2 separate regions of the Rattus norvegicus genome follow, and region 2 is linked to region 1. The links are chromatin contacts, called in public Hi-C maps. All regions are on one chromosome and are shown on one strand. The core of a region is the stretch at or near the end of the contact, and the rest is flanking DNA. Distances in the headings are between cores, read along the strand shown. Region 1 holds the start of E4f1 (E4F transcription factor 1). Region 2 holds the start of Zfp598 (zinc finger protein 598).

Region 1 (7,724 bases), core at 1,974-4,473:
CTGTCTATCAAGACCATGGTACATCAACACTTGGTGTCCAGCTAGAGTCCAGGGAAGGAGGCCATCTGAAGTGAGGGGGGCTGTTTTGCTGCCTGCTAATTGCAGTGATCTGCCTGGGCCCAGGACATTCTAGTCAAAGCTCCCATACCTCTAGGGGGTGACTGGGCAGGAGTCCTGGCCTGCCCCTGAGAATTCTACCCAGTAGGTTCTCTCTTTCTCTTGGACTAGCTTCTCCTGTTTGCTACACCCAAGTCTTCTCCCTTTGTTTTTTTATTTCAGGGTCCTGCTCCCCACCCCCAGGTGCTTCTTTTGTGAGATAGGGGCTTCTTATATAGCCCAGGGTGGTAAATTCATTGTTTTGTAGCTTCAAATTCATGGTGATCCTTTGGTCTCAGCCTCCCAAGTGCTAGAATTCTAGGTGGGCCCCTCATGCCCAACTCATCCTCCCTCCCTCCCCCTTTGTCCTTTCTCTTTCTCTCTCTCTCTCTCTCTCTCTCTCTCTCTCTCTCTCTCTCTCCCCTTCCTCCCTCCCTCCTTCCCTCCCTCCCCGCCCCTTGACATTATTTCACTTCTAGGCTCCTGGATACTGGCTTTTCAACTCCTCTTCAGCATCTCTTCTGAGGGAAATATTCCAGGATTCTGGGCTCATCTCTTCCCTGAAAGCTCTCGAGCCTTGGGCTAAAAACAAACAAACAACCCCTCCACACACAAATCTTTAATCCTAGCACTTGGGAGGCAGAGGCAGATCTCTTGAGTTTGAGGCCAGTCTGGTCTACAGAGTGAGTTCCAGGACAGCCAGGGCCACACAGAAACCCTGTGTGTCGGGGCGGGGAATTGAACATGCCCATGTGTGCGACAGAGACAGGGTCACTGGGGTTGGCTGACCCTAGCCACAAAATGGTGAGCTCCAGATACAAGGTGAAGAGGGCTAGAGGGGGTCATTTGACAGCATCCTCTGTGGCTCCACGGTATACACATGTGTGCTTGAGTCTGCCACCGCCCCCAACACACATACATTTTGGAAAACAACAAAATGGAGATAATGGATTACTTTTTGAACAAAAACATTCTTAGCTGGTAGAATGATAATTTATCTAATTTATTTTTAACTCGTTTTTAGACAGGGTCTCACTAGGAAGTCTTGGCCGGCCTGGAACTCTCTGTGTAGCCCAGGCTTGTCTCTAGAGAGACGGCTTAGTGGTTAAGAACACTGGGGTGATGGTGGCAGCTAACAACCGCTGTAACTTCAGTTCCGTGAAGTAGGGCACCATCTTGTGGTCATTGTGGGCACTGCATAAATGTGTATAAACATGCATGTGTGCAACGCCCATACAGATAAGATAAAACCTTTTGGGGCTGGAGAGTTGGCTCAGTGGTTAAGAGCACTTGTTCTGGCAAAGGGCCCATGTTTGATTCCCAGTACGCATATGGAAGCTCACCACCTTCTAGGGCATCAGGCATGCGTGTGATGGAGAATACTACACACAAAATAGTAATAAAATAAATCTAAATAAAATTTTCAAAGGATGAGTTAAAGGTGTCAATCATTCCTCCTTTACAGAAAATGTTTGCTCAACTTTCTTATATTATGTTAAGATATTCAATTTTATCTGAATAAAATTACAAGGCTAGGCATAGTGGCTCGTGCCGTAATCCCACCCCCCAGGAAGTGGAGCGGTGTGAGTCTCCTGGGATTTTGAGGCCAGCCTGGTCTAAATATTTAGTGCATCACTTGTATGCCTGATTCGTGGGAGGGCAAACGAGGGCATCTGATCCCATGGAAATGGGGTTCCAGATGGTTGTTAGAGGTCATATGGCTTCTGGGGTACAAATCCCTGTGTGAAAGAACAGTGCTTTTCCCTTCTGAGCCATCTCTCACCCTTTAGCATTCTCCCTTTAAAATACAAGGTTTGTGTATATGTATAATTATATATATGTGCTATACATGCTTGCATGACAGAAGAGGGGCATCAGATGGTTGTGAGCCACCATGTGGCTGCTGTTTGAACTCAGGACCTCTGGAAGAGCAGTTAGTGCTCTTAACCGCTGAGCCATCTCTCCAGCCCCCAGGAGATACTTAAAAATAAAAGGGACTTGGAAACAATACAAAAGTATAAAAGCAAATTATACAAGGATGTTCAGAGCAACACTTCATAATAGCCAGAATGATAGACACAAGTTGAGTGTGAATGAAATATAAATGTGTTGTTTGTACAATGTAATATTATTCAATAATTCTCTTTCTGTTTCTCTCCTTCCCCTGTTCCCTTCTCTTCTGTCCTAGGCTGGCTTTGAACTCCTTGTTTAGCTAAGGATGATCTTGAACTTCTGATCCTCTTACCTCCACTTCCCCCAAATGCGGGAATTATGGACCTGAGATACTCTGCACATTCTTATTTTTATTTTATTTTATTCATTTTGTGCTTGGTAGGTGAGCTGTCTCCCAAACCGAGCTACAGTCAGTACAGGTTTTGATGATGAAAGTGTTCTAGAACTAAGTCAGGCATATTCCCAGCACTGAGTTACTGGCCACTGGGAGTAAAAAGCCACAAAGCCAGACCCTGTCTCAGCCAACAAACCGATTAATTAACCAACTTTGGAACTAAATTTTGTTGATGAGCACTCAACACTGTCAGTGTACTAAATGTCGCAAGTGGCCATTTTTATGTATACTTTTCAAAACTATATGAAGAGTAAAAGTCTTCGGAAAGGGGCACTATCTCCAACTGGAGTTTTTTTCTCACGCCCAGGGAATTCTGACATTGCAACCCTGATCTGAGTCCAGGATGCTATAATGGGTGGTGTCACTAAAGAGTTCAGATTCTCTGGGCGGTTAAGAACACAATGGCTGTTATTTCAGCGTATCTAGGTTCAATTCCCAACACCTACATGTAACTTCATCTGCAATTCCAGTTCCAGATACCCATAAGAGGGTTCCGCGGTCGCCAGGATGCACGTGGTGCACAGACATGTATGCAGACAAAATATCCATACACATTAAAAACAAACAAACAAACAAACAAGAACGAGTGAGAGTTCAGATTGTTTACTCCACCGACAGTTCACCCTCAGCCATGTTCCGGCACGCCCACTTCCGCCCTGAAGTCCCGCGCTGGAGGCTCAAAGAGCTAAGCTCCACCTCTACTGACGCGCTAGACCACAACCCGTAGCCCTGCCCCTTTACCTGTCCATCAAACTCGTTCTTGTCCCGCCCCCTGCCTGTAGGACACGCAGCCCTCGGTGCGGCCCGTTGTTATGACGACATGGTCGTAAATCCGCCATCTTCCTGTGGCGCGTTGCGACATGGAGGGCGCGATGGCAGTGCGGGTGACGGCCGCTCATACGGCAGAAGCCCGGGCCGAAGCCGGGCATGAAGCGGGCGAGGGCGGGGTTGCAGCGGCGGCGGCCTTGTCCAACGGCGGCTTTCTTGGGCTCCCAGCGCCCTTCAGCGAGGAAGGTAATGAGGCTACAGAAGCCTGGTAAGGCCGGGGTGCGGGCGGCTTTGCCCGAGCTGCGGTGTACAGTCTCGCCCGGATCCAGGCTCCTCGAGTGTCTGCAAACCTTCACAACTCTCACAGGGTTCCCTTCGGACCACCTCCAACCCGCTGGGCCAGATGCAGAGGCTCATAGGGAGCCCATTTCTCCAGCCCTTTGGGGTAGATCTGGCCAAGCAGATACTGCTCGCTCCTCTTCAGCGCTCAGCAGCCCTAGCGCCTGCGTCCCCTCTGCCACTGGGGCCTTAGCCCTGGCGGAGCTGATGACTGGAGGCGGGGCCGCCCTGCCAGAAAGGGATTAGGGACCTGACCTGGGGAGGCGGCACCGCCCCACTGAGGACCTGGGTCTACTCTACGGGGTGGAGCAACGATTCCAGGAATGTGCGGAACACCCCCGCTCTATCCGACTTTTACCATTCCTTAAACCAACCTCGAAGGGCGAGCTATTATTAATACTCTTCACTTCAGAGATGGAGATAATTGAGGTTCAAGGGCTGTAAAGTTGTTAAGTCGTCCATCTGGCTCCTGTCAAGGATCAGACTGGAGCCGAAGCTGTAACTCCTCTCCTAAACCCTTTAATTTTTTCCTAGGAGGATGGGAGTTAAAATCGTGTCTGTATGCCGAGGGCTGTGTTGGGTACACTAAGGATTATTTCTCTAGGTACTGATATCTTTCAGAGATGGTTTGGGTATCCCCTGTGCATTAGTTCCACGGAGCAGTGGATTTGATCAGACAGGAAGTGGTTTGGCAAATATATTGCTGCTCTTTGTCACGAAAGGATTCAGTCCCACTCTGAATTCTTTTTCTCCCTTATTTCAGCTTGGAGAGGGTCAGTTACAGTCTCAGGGATCTCTCAGAGAAGTTTCTGGGTTTTTTTTTTTTTTTTTTTTTTTTTAAAAGACAGGTTCTCATTATGTAGATTTGACTGTCCTTGAATTTGTAGAACTCCTCCTACCCCACTTTTCCCATTGCTGGGGTAAAGGCATGTGCTATGGGTTTACTTATGAAAGTGGTTCTTAACCTTCAGAATGCTTTCATCTTTTTTTTTTTTTTTTTCTGGAGCTGAGGTCCGAACCCAGGGCCTTGAGCTCGCTAGGCAAGCGCTCTGCCACTGAGCTAAATCCCCAACCCCTGCTTTCATCTTTTAATACAGTTCCTCATGTTGTGGAACCACCAACCAGAAAATTATTTTGTTGCTACTTCATAACTGTAAGTTTGCTACTGTTATGAGGTGAAATGTAAATATTTGATAGCAACCCTAAGGGGTCGGGACCCACCTGTTGAGAACCACTGGTTTATAGTCTTTTGTTTATTTTATTTTTTTCCTCTTGTGAAATGGGATAGGTGTGACCTTTTCTGGGCCAGGGGCTCTTTCAGTATCAATATGTTGGTGCTGAGTCAGACTCTAAATGAGTGGGGTAAGGCACTTACTTCAGTGCTTGGTTTGTGAGCCTTGTGGAGGGCACCCACCCTCTTTCAGGTGGCCTACGGGCCAGTCATAGCTTGGGTTTGGCCTTTTATTTGATCATTAATTTGTCATTGACTCCTCCTTGTCCTAGGCTGGGTTTGCCTTTGATGTGGGACTGAGTGTAAGACAGTGGAAACTGGCAGACTGCATTGGAAGCTGAGTCTGGCTGGCTCAGCTCAGTGACCTTGAACCTTAGTAATTTTTCTAGGATGGACCAAGTCATCCCTTTCCCCAGGGTGCTGGCATGATTTGGTTAAATTCTTAGGTGCTGAGCTGGAAGGATGGCTCAGTAGTTAAGAATACTCGTTGCAGCTGGGCCCTGGTGGCGCATGCCTTTAATCCCAGTGCTTGGGTGGCAGAGGCAGGCAGATCTCTCAGTTTGAGGCCAGCCTGGTCTACAGAGTGAGTTCCAGAACAGCCTAGGGCTATGCAGAGAAACCCTGTGTCAAAAAAAATCAAAAACAAAACAAAACAAAATTGTTGGTCTTGCAGAGGACCTGGGTTCAATTCCTACTTCCCCAGTAACTAATAAATGTTCACAACTCCAATTTCAGGTGATCTGATCCGTCTTCTGGTCTCTATGGGCACACATATAGTGCGCCAACACACAGGCAGGCAAAACACGCACACATGAAGTAAAAATAGGCAAGTCTTAAAGCAAAGCGGGGAGGGGCAGGAGCGGTAGTACACACCAGCACTGGAGAGGCAGAGGCAGGTGAATCTCTGAGTTCAAAGCCATCCTGGTTCTAAATAGTGAATTTCAGGACAGCTGTGGCTAAGAAGAGAGACCCTGTCTCAGAAAAAGCAAAACAAAAATGAGAAAGAAAAAAAAACAAAACCTGTTTTTCATAGTTTAATTTTATTTCATGTGCATTGGTGTCTGATCCCCTGGAACTGGAGTTACAGTTATGAGATACCATGAGGGTGCTGGGGATTGAACCTGGGTCCTTTGGAAGAGCACCCAGTGCTCTTAGCCACTAAACCATCTCTCCAGCCCCCCAAAACGATTCTTTTTTTTTTTTTTTTCAGAGCTGGGGACCAAACCCAGGGCCTTGCGCTTGCTAAGCAAGCGCTCTACCACTGAGCTAAATCCCCAACCCCCCAAAACGATTCTTGTGTGATCATTATGTATTAGGGGCTCAGTGAGGAGGATGTGTAACTGCTTTATTCCTGCTCTGGAGCAGGATGCTACCCGATGGGGACAACGTAGCATCAGAAGAGAGGAAGGAAGGGGCAGGGGCTAGCTTTGTCCCAGTGGTAGAGCATTTGCTCAGCCTATTCGAAGCTCATATTTCAGCACCACATGCAAACATATACAAAACAGTAGGGTTGGTCAGAGGTGGGGGCTCCTGCTAGTCTGTGTTTTTAAAAAGCTGGCCTATTAGCTAGAGCTTTGTGGCTGTCAACCTTCTGCGTCCCTCTTGTGTACCAGTTATACTAATTAGCCCACTTTATTCTTCTCGAGATGTGGAAATAATTTCAGGATGGCAAGAGAGATGCTTACATATTCAATCCCCAGCCGTCCTAAAAATCTTTACATTCTGGGGAGCCAAACTCAGAGGTCTTATGCATGCTAGGCAAGTGCTCTACCACTGAGCTACATCCCCAACTCCCCAATCATCTTAAATCTGGGTCCTCTGCTGTCTCCAGACTTGGTTGGGTGAGATCCTGTGTCCCCCATCCTCTCTCTCCCCAGGCGGGAGGGTAGGGACTTTGGTTACGACAGCTTCAGTGTGCCCTTGCAGGATAAATGTGTGGCCAGGGTAACCCTGTACAGAATGCTGGTCTCTCTGGGAGGCCTTGCTTCTGTAGACTCTAAAGCATGGGGTTAGACCCTGGAGTTCCCCAGCCCTGGATGCACTCCTCCATTGTGTTCCCAGCAGCTCTTGAGTGAGCAGGCGTACCAGCTGTGGTTTGGGGCCATCCTTGGCTCTCTCTCGGCTCAGCCTTGACGGGAAGCTGGATGAGGCCCTGACTGGCCCCAGCCCCCTGACCTCAGGCTTATTGCAGATGAGGATGACGTACACAGATGTGGACGCTGCCAAGTGGAATTCACTGCCTTGGAGGACTTTGTCCAGCACAAGATTCAGAAGACCTGCCATCGGGCCCCACAAGAGGCCCTGCCCACCACCTCTGCTGCCACTTCGTTGCTGGGCCAGGAGGTGAGCCAGTACTAGGCACTGCCATCCTCACTCCTCTGGTTTGGCTCATTTGTGAAACGGTGTTTTGACCAGCCTGTACAGCTGGTTCATGACGTGGCAACTATGCATGGTTGTGAGTGAAGGAAGACAAGACTGTACTAGTAAGAGGGTAGTGGTGCTTCGCGTGGCCTGGGGTAACTCAGCCTCTCAGCAGCCTACATAGTTGCAGGGTGCATGTGTGCGTGTAGGTCTCTTAGCTTAAGAGATCACGGAAACTTTTGTCTTTTTCCTTATCCCCTGTCCTATACATATGGTTCCTGGGGGTCTCTTGAAGTAGGCCCTGCTGGGTCCTGGCACCTGCAGGAAGATGAGCTACTTGGTTGGACTCCAGTGATGTGTTTGGGGATGTCCTCACTGACTTACTAAGTTAGACAGCATCCCTGTGAGATGGGTACTCTCTCACAGTCTTGTTGGGGAGAATTAAGAAGAGCTCTGGCCAGGGGTTGGGGATTTAGCTCAGTGGTGGAGCGCTTGCATAGGAAGCGCAAGGCCCTGGGTTCGGTCCCCAGCTCCAAAAAAAAGATCCAAAAAAAAAAAAAAAAAAAAAGAAGAAGAGCTCTG
Region 2 (7,724 bases), core at 1,855-4,354, 210 kb before region 1:
GTTGAGTTTAAGCCACCCTGGTACACAGTGAATCCCATAACAGCCAGAGTTACATTGAGAAACCCCATCTCAAAAAAATAAATACAACTTTTAACTTAAAAAGGATTATTTTGGGGTTGGGGATTTGGCCCTGGGTTCAGTCCCCAGCTCAAAAAGAAAAAAAGGATTATTTTATGTATATATATTCCTTCACGTATGTCTATGCACAACGCTAATGTTAGGGGCTCACGGATGCTAGAAACAGGTGTGGTGGGAGTCCAATTAGGGACAGGAGCAGAGACAGCCTTTGGAAAGGCCAGGAATCTTAGCACTCAGGAGGCAGAGACGGGTAGATCTCTGGGAATTCTAAACCAGCCTCTGTATACAGTGAGACTGTCTCAGAGAAAGGAAGACTGGGAGGGACCACAGATGACAGATAGGCATTCACAACAGAAAAATACCATTGAGTCATCAGGTACAGCCTGTTGACCCGGGCCTTGGAATAACCCTGGGAAGGCCTTCAGCATTCCCCTCCCACTTCCTGCTTGCGGGTGGGGGTGTGGCCTGTCCAGAGACATGACACACTGGAGAGCAACAGGATGAGAAAATGGCTCTAGAGAGAGATGTCCAGAGGAACACAAGCAGCTCTAAGAAAGACTGAACACAAACTCCCCCACCATTCAGCATGGAATCAATAATGTCCATCACCTCCACAGCCTCACAGCAGATGGGAGCCCACCTAAGCTGCCATGCTCAAAAGTCCGGATTACCCTGGTTCTTCACCAGACCAGCAACTTCAAACTTGTCACCCCCCACTCCGAAACCTGTACAAGGTTCACCCAGCAAAGGGAGCTGGCCAGTTACACATGACATTTTTGTTTGTTTTAAGGCAGGGTTTCTGGCTGTCCAAACTCATTCTGTAGGCCAAGCTTGGCCTTGAACTCAGAGATCTGCCTGCCTGTGCTTCAGAGTGCTGGGATTTAAAGGTGTGTGCCGCCCCCATCCAGCTTCATATGACATCTTAACACACACCCCTCCTGATTTTCACTTAGTCACACGAAGGGACTAAGGGTCATTGTGGAATTCTGGGTATGAATACAGGTCATATTTAGAGGGTAATGCACGACTCAGTAAGGGACAAGGTAGGGCTGAGGGTGAAGCTGCTAGGGTACCAGTGGAGGAAAAGCAGGATGAAGAGAGAGGCTGAGCTGGACAGGTATTGCCTCACCCAACTTCCCAACAACCCCAGCTGCCCAGCATAGTGGTGCAAGTCCAAGAGGAAGCCCAGGGTTGGCCAGGAACACATAGTGCCAAACCACACCCCAGCCAGGGCAAGATGACAGCTCATGTCAACAGCCCCTGCCACAGAGCTCTTAGAGGGTGTGGGGCAGACACTGCCTACAGCTGACACATGTGCGTGTGTTCACTCACTTCCTGAGTGAGACCCAAAGCCCATACATAAAGACCTACAAAGTGTCTTCCCAGAAAGAAGCTACAGGTGTGCTAAAAACCTCAGTGTCAGGACCTTTCCATCAGCGAGTGTGCAAGACTGGCCAGCAAACTCCAGCAAGGACCTCTGAGTGAGCGCTAGCTAAAAACTTCCAGAGATGTTTCTGAATTCCCAGAATCCAGTAGGCTAAGGCTCCTTCCACCACCACACTACTGTCTGAGGTCTGAGCTCCTCCCCGGTACCACATGGATGCTTAGGGAATGTTCCAGGATTCCAGCTGGGTGTGCTGGGCATGGAGGGAATGACCCTCAGGAGTTAGAGGTAGGTAGATCTCTGTGAGTTCAAGGCCACCCTGTTCCATAGAATGAGTTCCAGGACAGCCCAGCTACATAGTGAGACCCTGTCTCGATATGGGACATGGTGGTGCATTGCCTTTTATCTCAGCAATCAGGAGGCAGATACTGGTAGATCTCTGGGTTTGAGGAGACCATGTTCTACATAAGTTCCAAGCCAGCCAGGACTACAGAGTGAGACCCTGTCTCAAAGAAAATTAAAAAGGTCAGAAAGTGAAAAAAGAAAAAAAAAAAAAAACCCAACAATTTCTTGACATTATTTCTATCTCGGCATCACTTCTAGGAACAGGAAAGAGTGATTAGCCACTAGCCAAAACCTTCCATGAACCAACCAAGGTAATTTCACAATTCTGAAAGCAAACAGATCTCTAAAGGCAGCAAACCAAAGGAGGTTCGGCTGGATACTCCCCACCAACAGCTGGCATTGCTGGAGTGTGGATGTACACCATGAGCCCTCTGACCCACCCCTCAAGGATTTCCAAGTCTAGACAATCAGAAACATCCTCTTCCCACCAATCTAGAAGGAAACCTCAAAGCTAAAACTAGTAACAAGGAGGAAACTTCCTAAAATTGTGGACCGCCACGCACCTAGGAATCAGGTCCTGGTATCACCTCCACTCTACAAATGGAAACGCTGTCTCAGGAGCTAAGGGTCACCGGTGGGGCCCAGAAGCCCAACTAGTCAGGAAATGTCCAGTTTAACCCTTCTCTCCCCCCAACCCCCAGCAGTCAGCTTACAGGGTAGACAGTCCCTGGAGGTTCCCCCTGGCTGTCTGCTCCATCTCAGTGACGATCCCGAAAAAACTAAGATTCACAGACAGGAGGGCTCTCGACCTGACCTTGCCCTTCCCGCAGCCGGGTCACAGGGAAAAGTCCCCAGGCTTATTAGAGTTCCCACAGGCATCGCTCCTCCTTCCCCGGCCCAGCCGCCTCTGGCTTCTCCCAGCCCCAGGAGGCCCGGTGATCGCATGGCGCCTCGACCGACCACCGGGCCTCCGGAGGGAGCGGGCGCGGCCAGGCCGCAGCCGGACACTGAGCAGGCAAAGCCATCAGGAGTCCACCCTCCCCGCGCCCGGTCGCGCGCCCCGCTGGCGCACCTGGCGTAGCTCCTCGCGGCATACGGCGCAGTAGCGCTGCTCGCACAGCACCCGCATCTTGGTAGAGCACCGGTAGCACACCGGGTGATCGCAGCGACCCAGCGCCGTAGCCTCCAGGTCACCGCAGCACAGCACGCAGCTCCCGCCGCCTCGCTCCGGCGCTGCCACCGCCTCCAGAGCCGCGCGCCGCCCCTCGGCGCCCGCCGCCGCCATGGCCGGGCTCCGGCCCCCTCCCGGCCGGCGCGGCACGGCGCGGCCTGGCTCCCGGAGGACCCGCCCCTTCCGTCGACGTCACTGCCCCTCTAGGCAACCGCCCCGCCTGGCGGAAGTGCGCGCTACGACTTCCGCCCGCCCGGGTCTGGTGTGGTACAGAGCTGCTGTTCGATCCCGACGTTCTACCCCGTGACTCCAGTGCAAACCTTCCCGGTCATATAAATGCGGGGACTCTCCGCCTTCCCCGACCCTAGCTCTAGAGACGCCAAAGGAAGCGTAGGGTATCCAGCATTTCCGATACACCACGAACAGTGTTAAGCTAAGTATCACACAAACTTTCCTGGACCATACTTATTCGTATTATACTTCTATCTTAAATGCAAATTTAACGGGACGTCCTGGGAATATATCTCAGTGGCAGAGACTTGCCTACCATGCCTGGGTTCCATTCCCAGCAGTATATATATTTCTCTTGTTGTAAGACATATACATCCAGCCAGACATAGTATCTAGAAAAGGGAAGCACCTAGAGGTGGTTGAGTGGATAGTGGTGAACCCTAGGCTTCAAGTCACTGCAGTTGTTGGGAGGTCTCTGGATTTCTTATGAAGTGAGATAGGTCCACATCTGAACCCTTCTAGAAGGAGGCAGTATATTGTGTGTGAGAGTCGAGAGTACCGATAGCTAGCTAGAGTCAGAGAAACGGCCTAAAGCTCTAATTCTGGTACTTACGTGCTTGTGAACTAGGTTGGCCCACCGAAGCCTCATTTGTAAAACTGGGGAAACCATACCAAGTAAGTAAAGTGGACTGGGTTACACTTGCTATCTTCAGACAGATAAGGGGGATTTACCTCTCCCAGGCAACTGGGCAGCTGTTAAGTACTGTTGAAATGACAGGGTGTGGTCACACACACACCTTTAATCCTAGCACTCACAGGCACTGACTTTGTAAGGTTTTTTTTTTTTAAAGATTTATTCATTTGTTATATATAAGTACACTGTAGCTGTCTTCAGACACCAGAAGAAGTCATCAGATCTCATTACAGATGGTTGTGAGCCATCATGTGGTTGCTGGGATTTGTACTCAGGACCTCTGGAAGAGCAGTCAGTGCTCTTAATAATGGAGTCATCTCTCCAGCCCCTTTGTAAGTTTTGAAGTCAGCCCAGTCTACCTAGAGAATTTCAGGCCTGCCAGAGTCACTGTCTCAAAAAAAAAAAAATCTGTTAAAATGGAGGGCAGGAGAAGTGACTCAACAGTTAAGAGCAGTGGCTTTTCTTTTTTTTTTCTTTTCTTTTTTTCGGAGCTGGGGACCGAACCCAGGGCATTGCGCTTGCTAGGCAAGTGCTCTACCACTGAGCTAAATCCCCAACCCTAGCAGTGGCTTTTCTTGCAGAGGTTCAATTCCCAGCACCCAATGAAGGCTCACTACTATTTGTAACTTCAGTTCCAATGGGTTTCATATCTTCTGGTCTCTGAGGGGATCAGGCACACAGGTAGTACACAAACATTCATGAAGGCAAAAACCACATACATATAAAATAAAAATAAATTAAAAAAAAAGAAAAAATTCCTGTTAAAATGAAATTGACTGTTAATGGTAAGCTCTTTAGGTGCTGGTGACAAGTAGTTTATTGCCCTTGTTTGTACAAATCAGCGAAGGTTGAGGGATGGTGAATGTGACTCCCTAATCCACAGTTTTTGGCCTCGCCCTTGCTGCTCTGATGCTTTTAACAAAGGGAGTGATAGTTAACCATACAGCCAGACTACCCATCTGCCACCGTTTTGAACGCTCCTTAGACGACTTGAGCAAACAACGCAATGACAGAGTCGGTTATCCCTCCTCCTAAAGGCGCAGCCTCAAGCAGGGAGCTGTTTGAAACAGTTTATACCAGACATCTTTAAAATCACGAACCTGGAACTCAAGATGACCCTGTAGGTCATCTCAGGCCAGAACCGGGGACTATTTCCCAGGAGGGCCAGCAGAGGGCGTATTGGCCTGAAGAGACAAGGCTGTGATTGGCAAACATCATTCTCTAGCCATGTAAGCAGGCTGGTTGTTCCAGTCGAGGCGGTGAGTCACTGGAACGCTCTCTTCTGCTACCTCTGCTGTTGCCCCTTTAGACTTTGTAAAAGGCTTCTCTCTACAGGAGTCTTTTCTTGCCTGTTTTTAATAGAGCTGGCTGAGTCGGTAGCATGAAGAAACAACAGATCAGTAGCTATGGCACTGTGACAGCAGAACGACTCCGCTTACTGTCATGCAGTCCACAGTGTGGCAGGTAAGAAGGGAGCTGCAGTTAGCTTCACAGATTCATCAAGAGAGCCTGTAGGGTAAACGACAAATGGATGCCCGACAGTGGTGGCAGGTAGCTCTCTGAGTTGGAGGCCAGCCTGGTCTACACAGAGAGTTCCAGGACAGATAGGGCTACACAGAGAAACCCTGTGTCTCAAAAGCAAAATGAAACAAAACCAAAAAGAAAAATGAGCCAGACTTGGTCTACATGGTAAGCTCTTGGGCAGCCAGGGCCGTGTAGAAAGATCTGTGTCCAGAACAAAACATGCAAACAAAAATCCCCAAACAGACAAACCAAAAAAAAAAAAAAAATCCAACAACAACAACCATTAAAGGCAGACAAAAGGAAGCAGGAAAGACTCCATTGCATATTCATAGAAGAGATACTGGGTGTATGATATGGGACTACAATGCCTTAGACAACAGTAACAATCTCAGAACAGTCAAACAAGAAGGGAACCCCCTCTTCGAGGGGTTAGGAACTAGACCAGTTCATAAAGTGCTTGCTGTGTAACACTCCCCACCACGGTGACAGTGGACTAAGCCAGCCACTGTAAGCAAGGGCCAATTAAACACTTCCTTTTTGGGGCTGCAGAGAGATTGGTCAGCAGTTAAGACCTCTTCCAGAGGTCCTCAGTTCAATTCCCAACAACCACATAGTGGCTCATCTGTAATGGGGTCTGATGCCCTCTTCTGACATGTAGGTGTGCACACAGATAGAGCACTCATTTAAAATAAATTAATTACGGCTCAGTGGTTAAGAGGGTATACACAGTTGTGAGCCTCATGTGGGTGCTGGGAACTGAACTCATGTCCTCTGCAAGAACAGCAGATCTTTTTTTTTTTTTTTTTTTTAAGATTTATTTATTTATTTATATAAGTACACTGTAGCTGTCTTCAGATACACCAGAAGAGGGCATCAGAACTCTTTACAGATGGTTGTGAGCCACCATGTGGTTGCTGGGAATTGAACTCGTGACCTCTGGAAGAGCAGTCGGGTGCTCTTAACCGCTGAGCCATCTCTCCAGCCCCAAGAACAGCAGATCTTAACCACTGAACCATCTCTACAGTCTTCCCCTAACACCCCCCCTGTGTATATATGAGATATATATGAAATATATATATATGTATATATATATATATGAAAAATATTTTTGAGACAATTTTCCTATGTGGCCACAGCTGTCCTCAAAACTCCCTAAGTAGTGGCCTCAAAGTCTCAGAAATCTGCCTGCCTCTGTTATCTGAGTGCTGGGATTCAAGCTGTGTGCCTGGACCTCTTCTCCTGTCTTTTAAGTCTTTGATTGGTAGACAAAAGAACCCATCCCTGTGTTCCTCCCATTGTGGAATAGGAAAACCAACTCCTGAAAGTTCCCCTCCAACCTTCACAAACATGCCTACCCTAACACATAAAACCCATTATCCACACATACATGATGATGATGGTGGTGATGATGGTGATGATGGTGATGATGATGATGAAAAGGAGGAGGAGGAAGGAGGAGGAGGAAGGAAGAGGAGGAGAAGAAGAGGAGGAGGAGGAGGAGCTGAGGAGGTAGACACAATAACAGAACCCCCAGAAGCTTTCAGGCCAAACATGAAAAGATCCCGTCTCAAACAAGATGGGAGGCAAGAACCAACCCGGAAGCTTTCCTCAGCACTCACAGTGTGGCTCACAACCATCCCTACCTTCTGCATCTGACATCTGCTTCTGACCTCTGAAAGGCAGCAGGCATGGACACAGTTCACTCGCATACGTGATGTGCAGGCAGGCACGAACATAAAATAGCATAAAGAGATTTTGTTTAGAAAGACGAGGGGGGGGTTGGGGATTTAGCTCAGTGGTAGAGCGCTTGCCTAGGAAGCGCAAGGCCCTGGGTTCGGTCCCCAGCTCCGAAAAAAAAGAACCAAAAAAAAAAAAAAGTGCATAGAAAGACGAGGGGAGGGCTGGAGAGATGGCTCAGCGGTTAAGAGCACCGACTGCTCTTCCAGAGGTCCTGAGTTCAAATCCCAGCAACCACATGGTGGCTCACAACCACCTGTAAAGAGATCCAATGCCCTCTTCTGGTGTGTCTAAGACAGCTACAGTGTATTCATATATAATAAATAAATAAATCTTTAAAAAAAAAAGAAAAGAAAGAAAGACGAGGGGAAGAAGTGTTACTGAAAATCATGTGAAGCCCCAGCAGAGCTGTCATAAGGTGCAAGAGAGAACCAACTCCTGCCGTCCTCCTCTCACACATGCACCTGGACATACATGTATAAAGGCAGTGTGGAGGGATGCCGTAGTTAAAAGGGCTGTGTTTTTTTTTCTCCCCATGTGGAGAGGTTTAATGAGAGAAG

Evidence for each region. Hi-C and Micro-C count contacts between places; a contact is called where the count stands out from the background.
Region 2: a contact with region 1 is called in a Hi-C map of liver, with 4 times the contacts expected there. The contact joins the promoter of Zfp598 here to the promoter of E4f1 in region 1. A contact is called at or near these places in 9 of 12 Hi-C or Micro-C datasets (the A7r5 cell line, the Rat2 cell line, Schwann cells and 5 more) and 1 of 1 datasets of contacts at active chromatin or transcription factors (oligodendrocytes).

The regions. Positions count from the first base shown.
Region 1 is chr10:13,986,005-13,993,728 of GRCr8, reverse strand. It overlaps E4f1 (E4F transcription factor 1), which reads left to right and starts at 3,223. Exons shown (of 14, transcript NM_001185046.1): 1 at 3,223-3,457; 2 at 6,973-7,124. The coding sequence starts at 3,304.
Region 2 is chr10:14,194,204-14,201,927 of GRCr8, reverse strand. It overlaps Zfp598 (zinc finger protein 598), which reads right to left and starts at 3,104. Exons shown (of 12, transcript NM_001105770.1): 1 at 2,880-3,104. The coding sequence starts at 3,092.